Regions from separate parts of the Pan troglodytes genome. Here region 1 is linked to region 2. The links are chromatin contacts, called in public HiChIP or PLAC-seq maps. All regions are on one chromosome and are shown on one strand. Each heading gives the region's core, a stretch centred on a gene start, on an enhancer-like site or on the middle of the called end of the contact. The rest is flanking DNA. Distances are from core to core; before and after follow the strand shown.

Region 1 (3,295 bases), core at 472-2,971, 220 kb after region 2:
GGCTGGGGGCTGTCCAGATGGGAGAGAGAGGAGAGGAATGGGAGGCTCATGTCGTGGGAGGTGGAGGGCATTGAGGAGATTCCCGAAGTTCTAGCTGGGACGGTGGAGCCCAGAGAGCGCCCAGGGTAGGAGGAAGATGGTAAGTCGTGGGAAGCAACAACCCCACTGTCCCTCTGTGACACAGATACCCCCACTCCTGCAATGCCTGGCCCCACCTGGCCCTGTGTCCCCTCGCCTCCACATCCCACGCCGGTCTTGCCTGGGCTGTGCACCCTTAGCCGCAAGACCCTTCTCTAACATCACGCCTCCTCCAGGAAGCCCCCTCTGACTGTTCACTGCTCCCAGGTCAGGGCTGGATGCCTCCCTGGGCAGGGGGCCCAGGCAGGGGCTGGAACTTCCCAATGCAGAGAGTAACCCTGTGCCCAGCAGGGAAGGTACCGCTTCTGTGCCCATTTCACAGATGCACAAACTAAGGCCATCACACCATGAGTGAGGGGCTAAGCCGGAGCTTAAGCCCACGAAGAGAAGAAGGAGGGGGAGAAGATCAGGAACGGAACTCGCTCCTGCCCCCCTTGGCTGGGTCTTTCCTGGGCCATGAAGGACGGGAGGGAGAAGACCGGGACAGGAGACGACCGTTTGGAGGGTGGAGGCAAAATACTTGAGGGAGAGAAGCCAGACCAAGTGGCCTTCCTGTTCCATTCAGGTTCCAGGGAGGAAAGGAACCCGCCCTAGGTGGAGAATGGGCGGGGAGCCCTGCTGTGTGGTCTTGGCCACGCCCCGGTTGTCCAAAGGCCCCGGAGAAGGGAGAGACCCCTGTCAACGTTGGAGGGTTGGCTGGCTGGAGAGGGGCGCCCGCTTTTTCTTCTCAGTTGTCCGGGTCAGTCCGCACTCTGAGGCTCTGTGGACTCCAAGCAGCCTCGGGGCCTGCAAGCCCTCCTCCCCCACTCCCTCCGCCCCAGCCCCCTGCCTCGGGTCGGGTGGGGGAATTAGGTAGGGGGAGTCTCTGGCCTGATTTGCCTCGGTCCCCCCTACACACCGCTGCTTCTGCGAGCCACACCCTGGAGTTTGTGGAATGAATGAGCAGAGAAGGCGCGCCCGGCACGGGGTGTGGAGGCTGAGGGCCAAACAGCGAGGGATACCAAGCTTCGCCGACGGGGAGGGGGCGCCCCCGGAGCCCGCGGGGCGCGATCTCCACCTGGCAGGGCCCCCGGCCGCGACCACGCTTGGCTCCGCCCTCACCTGTGGGGTCAGGGGCCCCGCGCCCCGGCCGAGCCCCTCCCGCCGGGTCCCCGCGCCCCCACTCCCCACTGCGGCGGGCGCCACTAGAAGGCGGAGAGGGGAGGGGGCTGGGCCTGGGGCTGCCCGGCTGCGAACAAAGGAATCCTCTCCCCCTCCCCCTGCCGGCCCCCCCGCCCCCGCCTTCTCCACCCTTCAGCGCCCGCGATCTCGCCCCGCCGCTGTCCCCGCGCCTTCACCTACCTGCGAGGCGGCGCGCGTGGAGGCGGGCACGGCAGGCGGACGCGCGGGACTCAGCACTGCAGGGCGGGCTCCTGCGGCGCCGGGGACCCGGGGCGGGAACGCAAAGCCGAGAGGCCGACCCCGCCGCGTTCCCAGCCGAGAGCTGCCACTCGGGGGGGAGTTGGGGGCGGGAGGAGTTGGAGGAGGGCGCGTTTGCACCTCTTAGCTCCCGGGGCGGGGACGGGGGGGCTCCGATCCGGGGCGGGGAGAGAGGCTGCGGCTCGGGGGAGGGTCCGGGGCTCCGAGTGAAAAACTCCGATGGACTGGAGAGATGTGAGGGCGGGCGGGGGGCTCAGGGCTGGGGGCGCCTAGTAGGGGCTGCCGGGGCCGCGTTTTCGGATCGAGATTGAGGTGGAGGTGGGGCTCTGACTTTTGGGGGGCCTGGACGACAGCCTGGGCAGAGAAGTCCCGGGACTCACCTGGGCGGCCCTCTCAGGGCCTCCCAAGCCGCCGCCCCCCCCTCGAGCAAGGAGAATTGCGAGACTGACGTTGGAAACTCACCTGGCTCTTGGAGCCTGGATTCTTAACTAGGCTGAGATCAGGGGCCCCTAAATATGTTGACAAAACATTGGGCAAAGCTGTATTTCCCAGGGAGAAGGGCCCAGGTTTTTCATCTGGTTCTCAAAATGAAGAGGTTAACAATTCAAACGGTGTAAACTTTCAAATCTCTTTGAACCTGTTTCTCCACCTACCAAAGGGACCAGACAAGAATTTCGGCTCCCTATCTGTTGTCAGTACTCCAAACAAAAATTTCTAGGCTTTTCCACCACCTTCATACCTTTGAGAATAGACCCTTAACATGGGGATCTGTCAGAAGCTGTGCGTTGGGCCTGAAGCTGTTACTCCATCCAGCAAACTCCTACGCATCTGTCAAAGTCCAGTTCAAAAATTCCCTCCCTATCTGCAAATTGTGAGTTTACTCTATTGAACTCCCAAAGCTGATTGTGCTGAATATGCCCCCACCACAGTACTTCCAGAATGTAATAAATAAGTAAGCCCAGTGGGCTTGAAACCAGGAGTTCGAGACTAACCTGGGTAACATAGTGAGACCCCATCTCTTAAAAAAAAAAAAAAATTAAAAAGAATTAGCCAGGCCTGGTGGCATGCATCTATAGTCCCAGCTACTCAGGAGGCTGAGGCAGGAGGATTGCTTCAGCCTAGGAGGTTGAGGCTGCAGTGAGTTATGATTGTGCCACTGCACTCCAGCCTGGGCAACTGAGCAAGACCCTGTCTCCATTCCGGAAGTGCTATGGTGGGAGTATATTCAGCAAGTCAGCTTTGGGAGTTCAATAGGGTAAACTCACAATTTGCAGGGAGGGAGAGGATTTTGTTTTTGTTTTGTTTTGCTTTGTTTTGTTTTTTGAGACAAAGTCTTGCCCTGTCACCCAGGCTGGAGTGCAATGGCGCGATCTTGGCTCACTACAACCTCCACCTCCCAGGTTCAAGCAATTCTCCTGCTTCAGCCTTCCGAGTAGCTGGGATTACAGGCTTGTGCCACCATGCCCGGTTAATTTTTTGTATCTTTAGTAGAGACAGGGATTCACCATGTTGGCCAGGCTGGTCTCAAACTCCTAACCTCGTGATCCACCTGCCTCGGCCTCCCAACGTGCTGAGATTACAGGCATGAGCCACCGAGTCTGGCCCAGAAGGGGATTTTTGAAGTAGGTTTTGACAGTTGCATAGGAGTTTGCTGGAGGAAACAGAACAGGCAAAGGCCTGGAGAAGGAGAGAACTTAGAACAAACATGCCTGGATGGAGTGAGGTTGGAACTTTAGGA
Region 2 (3,192 bases), core at 5-2,504:
AAAACGTGCAAAAGCCAGACCTGGGTTCCACTTCCAGCCCTACCAGACTCTAGCCATGTGACTGTGGGCAAGTCAGTCACTGGAGCTGCCTGGCCCTCGGTCTCCTGGCCTGTAGAATAGGGATGCTAACAGGGCCTGGCTCATTCTCACGATCCCGAAGAGGAGATAGGCTATAAACAGGAGGTGCCAACTCAGCACGCTGCTTGGCATGCAGTAAGCGCTCAATAATAGCTTTTATTATCATGTTCGGCTCAGAGGCAGGGAGGAGTGGAACGGCATGGGAGGGCTGCGGGAGGCATGGCAGGGGGGTCAGGGGCAAGTGGCAGGAGGGCGGATGGGGGGCAGCGGTGGGCACCGGGGCAGGGCGCGCTGACCTGTCCTGGGGCCCGGGTTGGGGGCAGAAATGAGCCTGCCCACGCTGTCCCGCCACGGCAGGCGCCACGCATCCTCGACACAGCCGCCATGGCAGGCCTTCGGGCTCCGTCTCCGGGACAGGCGGTGCAGGGCAAATTGGTATGCAGCGTCCGCCCCGTGGGCCCGGGAGAGCCTGCCCCGCAGGGCCAGAGCCCAAGGACGGGCTCAACACTCAGTCAAGGTGGGGTTGACGACGGCCAGACAACAGGGGAGGGAGGAGGGACAAGGGGGTCCCCACTTCCAGGGACGCACAATAGCAGAGCCACTTACACGCTGGGGAGGGGGCGGTGCGGGGGTCCTCCTCCCGCCCGGGATTCAGAGTCGGGGGTGGGGGCCAGCCGGGCGGGTGAGATGCGCAGAGAGGAAGGGACAGGGCGGATAAAGGCACGAGGTGGGGCTCCGGCCAGGCCAGGAAGGGACATGGGAGGGGTCTCGAGGGGGAGGGGCTGGGCTTCTCCCAACTCCCTCCCCCTCTCCCCCGGGCTGGGGGCTCCGGGGCGGGATCCTGAGCGCAGTCCTGGCCCTGCGGCGCCCCCCGCCGGGCCGGCCCTCTGAGACCCCGCGCAGGGCCGGCTAGGGGGCGCCGCGCCCCTCACACCAACGCGTAGTCGAACTGCCCGCGCTCGAGCGCCTCCTTGTGGTCGGTCCAGGACGAGGCGGGCATGCGGCTGTAGGGGTCGAGCAGGATGCGCACGCAGCGCACCATCAACAGCACCAGCACCACGAGCAGGCAGAGCACGAAGGCGAACACCGTGCGCTGCTCCGCGTCCAGGCCCGCGCCCACCGGGGGCCCCGTCGACGGCGGCAGGGGCTCCGGCGACAGCGTCCACGTCGCGCTCATGGCTCACATCGCCGCGCGCCCTGCGGAGGAGGGGACCCGCCCCGGGCGCCGGGGATGAGGCTGCGCCCTCCCTCCCGCGCCTCCTCCGCTTCGCCCCCTCCTGCCGCCGCCGCCGCCGCCCCCCTTAACGTGCCCGGCCCCATCCCCCGCCCGCGCCTCGGTCCCCGGGCTACGCCCATGCCCGGCCCGCCGGATCGCCGCCACCACCACGCGGGGACCCAACTCTGGCCGTGCGCGCAGGTGGGGGCGCTGAGAGCCGGGAAACGGAGCCGCGCCCGGCCTGGGCCGCACACAACAGGTGCGAAAGCGCGGCCGCGGCCCGGGCGCGCGGCGTGGGGACGGTCCCCGCGGCCCCTGCCCCCGCTCCCTTTGTTCTCGGCGGCCTGGGACCCCCTCCCCCACCGCCCCCGCCCCGGCGCGCCCCTCACCCTGGCTTCGACCCGGACGGGGACCGACCGCCCGGCGGCCGCGCTCTCTCCGGGACCCGCGCCGGCTCCGCGTTCGGCCTCTCCCCGGCGGCGGCGGCGGCGGCCCGGGCTCCGGCTCAGCCCACCCCACCCGCCCCTGGAGCGGCGGAGACCGAGGCAGGCAACCAGCGCGCGAGCCGGGCCGCCGCGGCTGTTCCTATGGCGACGGGGGCGGGGCCGCCGCGGGGGGCGGGGCTGCAGGGGGCGGAGGCTGCGCAGGGAGCGGCGCGCGAGCCAGCGACCCCGCCCGGGCCTGCGGGAGGACGGAACCCCAGCCCCGAGGACCCGCGAGCACCCACGACCTCGCCGGGGAGTGGGCAGCTGCCACTCCCACCTCCCCTGGCACTTCGGGCCCCCCAGCCTGCCCTGTGCCTGCATTCTCCTCCGCGATAGACCCCACTCGAGACTCCCTGTTTGTGGGGGGACCTCAGTGTCCCTAAAACACTCATATGGGCACTCAAGCTCCCCCGGCCCTGGGGACCTCAATTCTCAGAGAGCTCAGGCAGGTCACTGGGATGAGTAAGTCCCCCTAGTTTTGTCTGTCACTGGCCTCGTCTTCCAACTCAGGGTCCAGCCCTGGGCAAGGCGTCCACCCACTGCGGCTGCAGTTCCTCACTCGACCTTGACCGCCTCCCAGAGCAGCCGCCCGCTCCCACCCCCACCATCGCCTCGGCCACTCCCGCGCCAGAGAAGACACTTCAGACTCCGTAGCTGCTCTTCTGCAATTCGGTGTTTTATTCTTTCCAAATCTCAGGCTTATGCACAAGATGGAAGAGCACTGTTAAAATAAAAAAATGGACCTAAAGTGGCTTGGCTGACGTGGCTAGCGGGTCACTGAGCCGCGGGTCCCGGGTCCCACCCTGCTGTGGGGGGAGTCCCTGGGCCCTGGGGCCTCTTGGCACTGTGTGACCTGTGTGCACCCCAGGTGACCAGGCGCCGGGACCCCTGCAGGGCAGAGCAACAGGGCAGGGGTTGGCCCTGGGGGGAGTGTCTCCAGCTGCCACGCACCCACAACAGCCCGTTGTCCCCTCCCGGGCCAGCTGGTCTTGCAGCCGTCCTGGCAGAGCTGGGGACAGAGCCCGCAGTCTTGTTCCCAGAGGTCTGGAGTTGCCGCAGGTGGTGTTGCGGTGCCTCTGTGCCTGATGACCCAGGCCGGTGCTCCCTGGCTCCGGCACCACACTCAGAGAATCTGCTCGGTGCTGGAGGCCGAGATGTCCAGGAGCCGCCAGGCCACGTAGGGGTTGAGCTCGTCCTGGTCTCGGCAGAGCGCCCACACGTACAGCATCCGCAGCACCTTGTCCTGCAGGGTGGGTTGGGAAGGGCACTGTTGAGAGGGTTGAGGTAACCCAGGCAGCTCTGGGGGGGGCCAGGCTCTGTGGGGCAGGAGCCACCGGCAACTTCCCCAGGGGCTGGGAGCAGAGGCCAGCACAATTGCCTAGACTCAGGAACCACTCAGCCTTGGTAAAAACA

The links. HiChIP or PLAC-seq counts read pairs in DNA pulled down with a chosen protein or histone mark.
Region 1: a contact with region 2 is called in an H3K4me3 HiChIP or PLAC-seq map of stem cell-derived excitatory neurons, with 5 times the contacts expected there. The contact joins the promoter of FBN3 here to the promoter of CTXN1 in region 2. A contact is called at or near these places in 1 of 7 Hi-C or Micro-C datasets (stem cell-derived neural progenitor cells) and 1 of 1 datasets of contacts at active chromatin or transcription factors (stem cell-derived excitatory neurons).

What each region holds. Positions count from the first base shown.
Region 1 is chr20:10,564,265-10,567,559 of NHGRI_mPanTro3-v2.0_pri, forward strand. It overlaps FBN3 (fibrillin 3), which reads right to left and starts at 1,722. Exons shown (of 65, transcript XM_016934913.4): 1 at 1,480-1,722; 2 at 1,037-1,114.
Region 2 is chr20:10,340,250-10,343,441 of NHGRI_mPanTro3-v2.0_pri, forward strand. It overlaps CTXN1 (cortexin 1), which reads right to left and starts at 1,255. Exons shown (of 1, transcript XM_001156296.7): 1 at 215-1,255. The coding sequence starts at 1,255. The coding sequence ends at 1,007. It overlaps TIMM44 (translocase of inner mitochondrial membrane 44), which reads right to left. Exons shown (of 13, transcript NM_001280516.1): 13 at 2,435-3,022. The coding sequence ends at 2,903.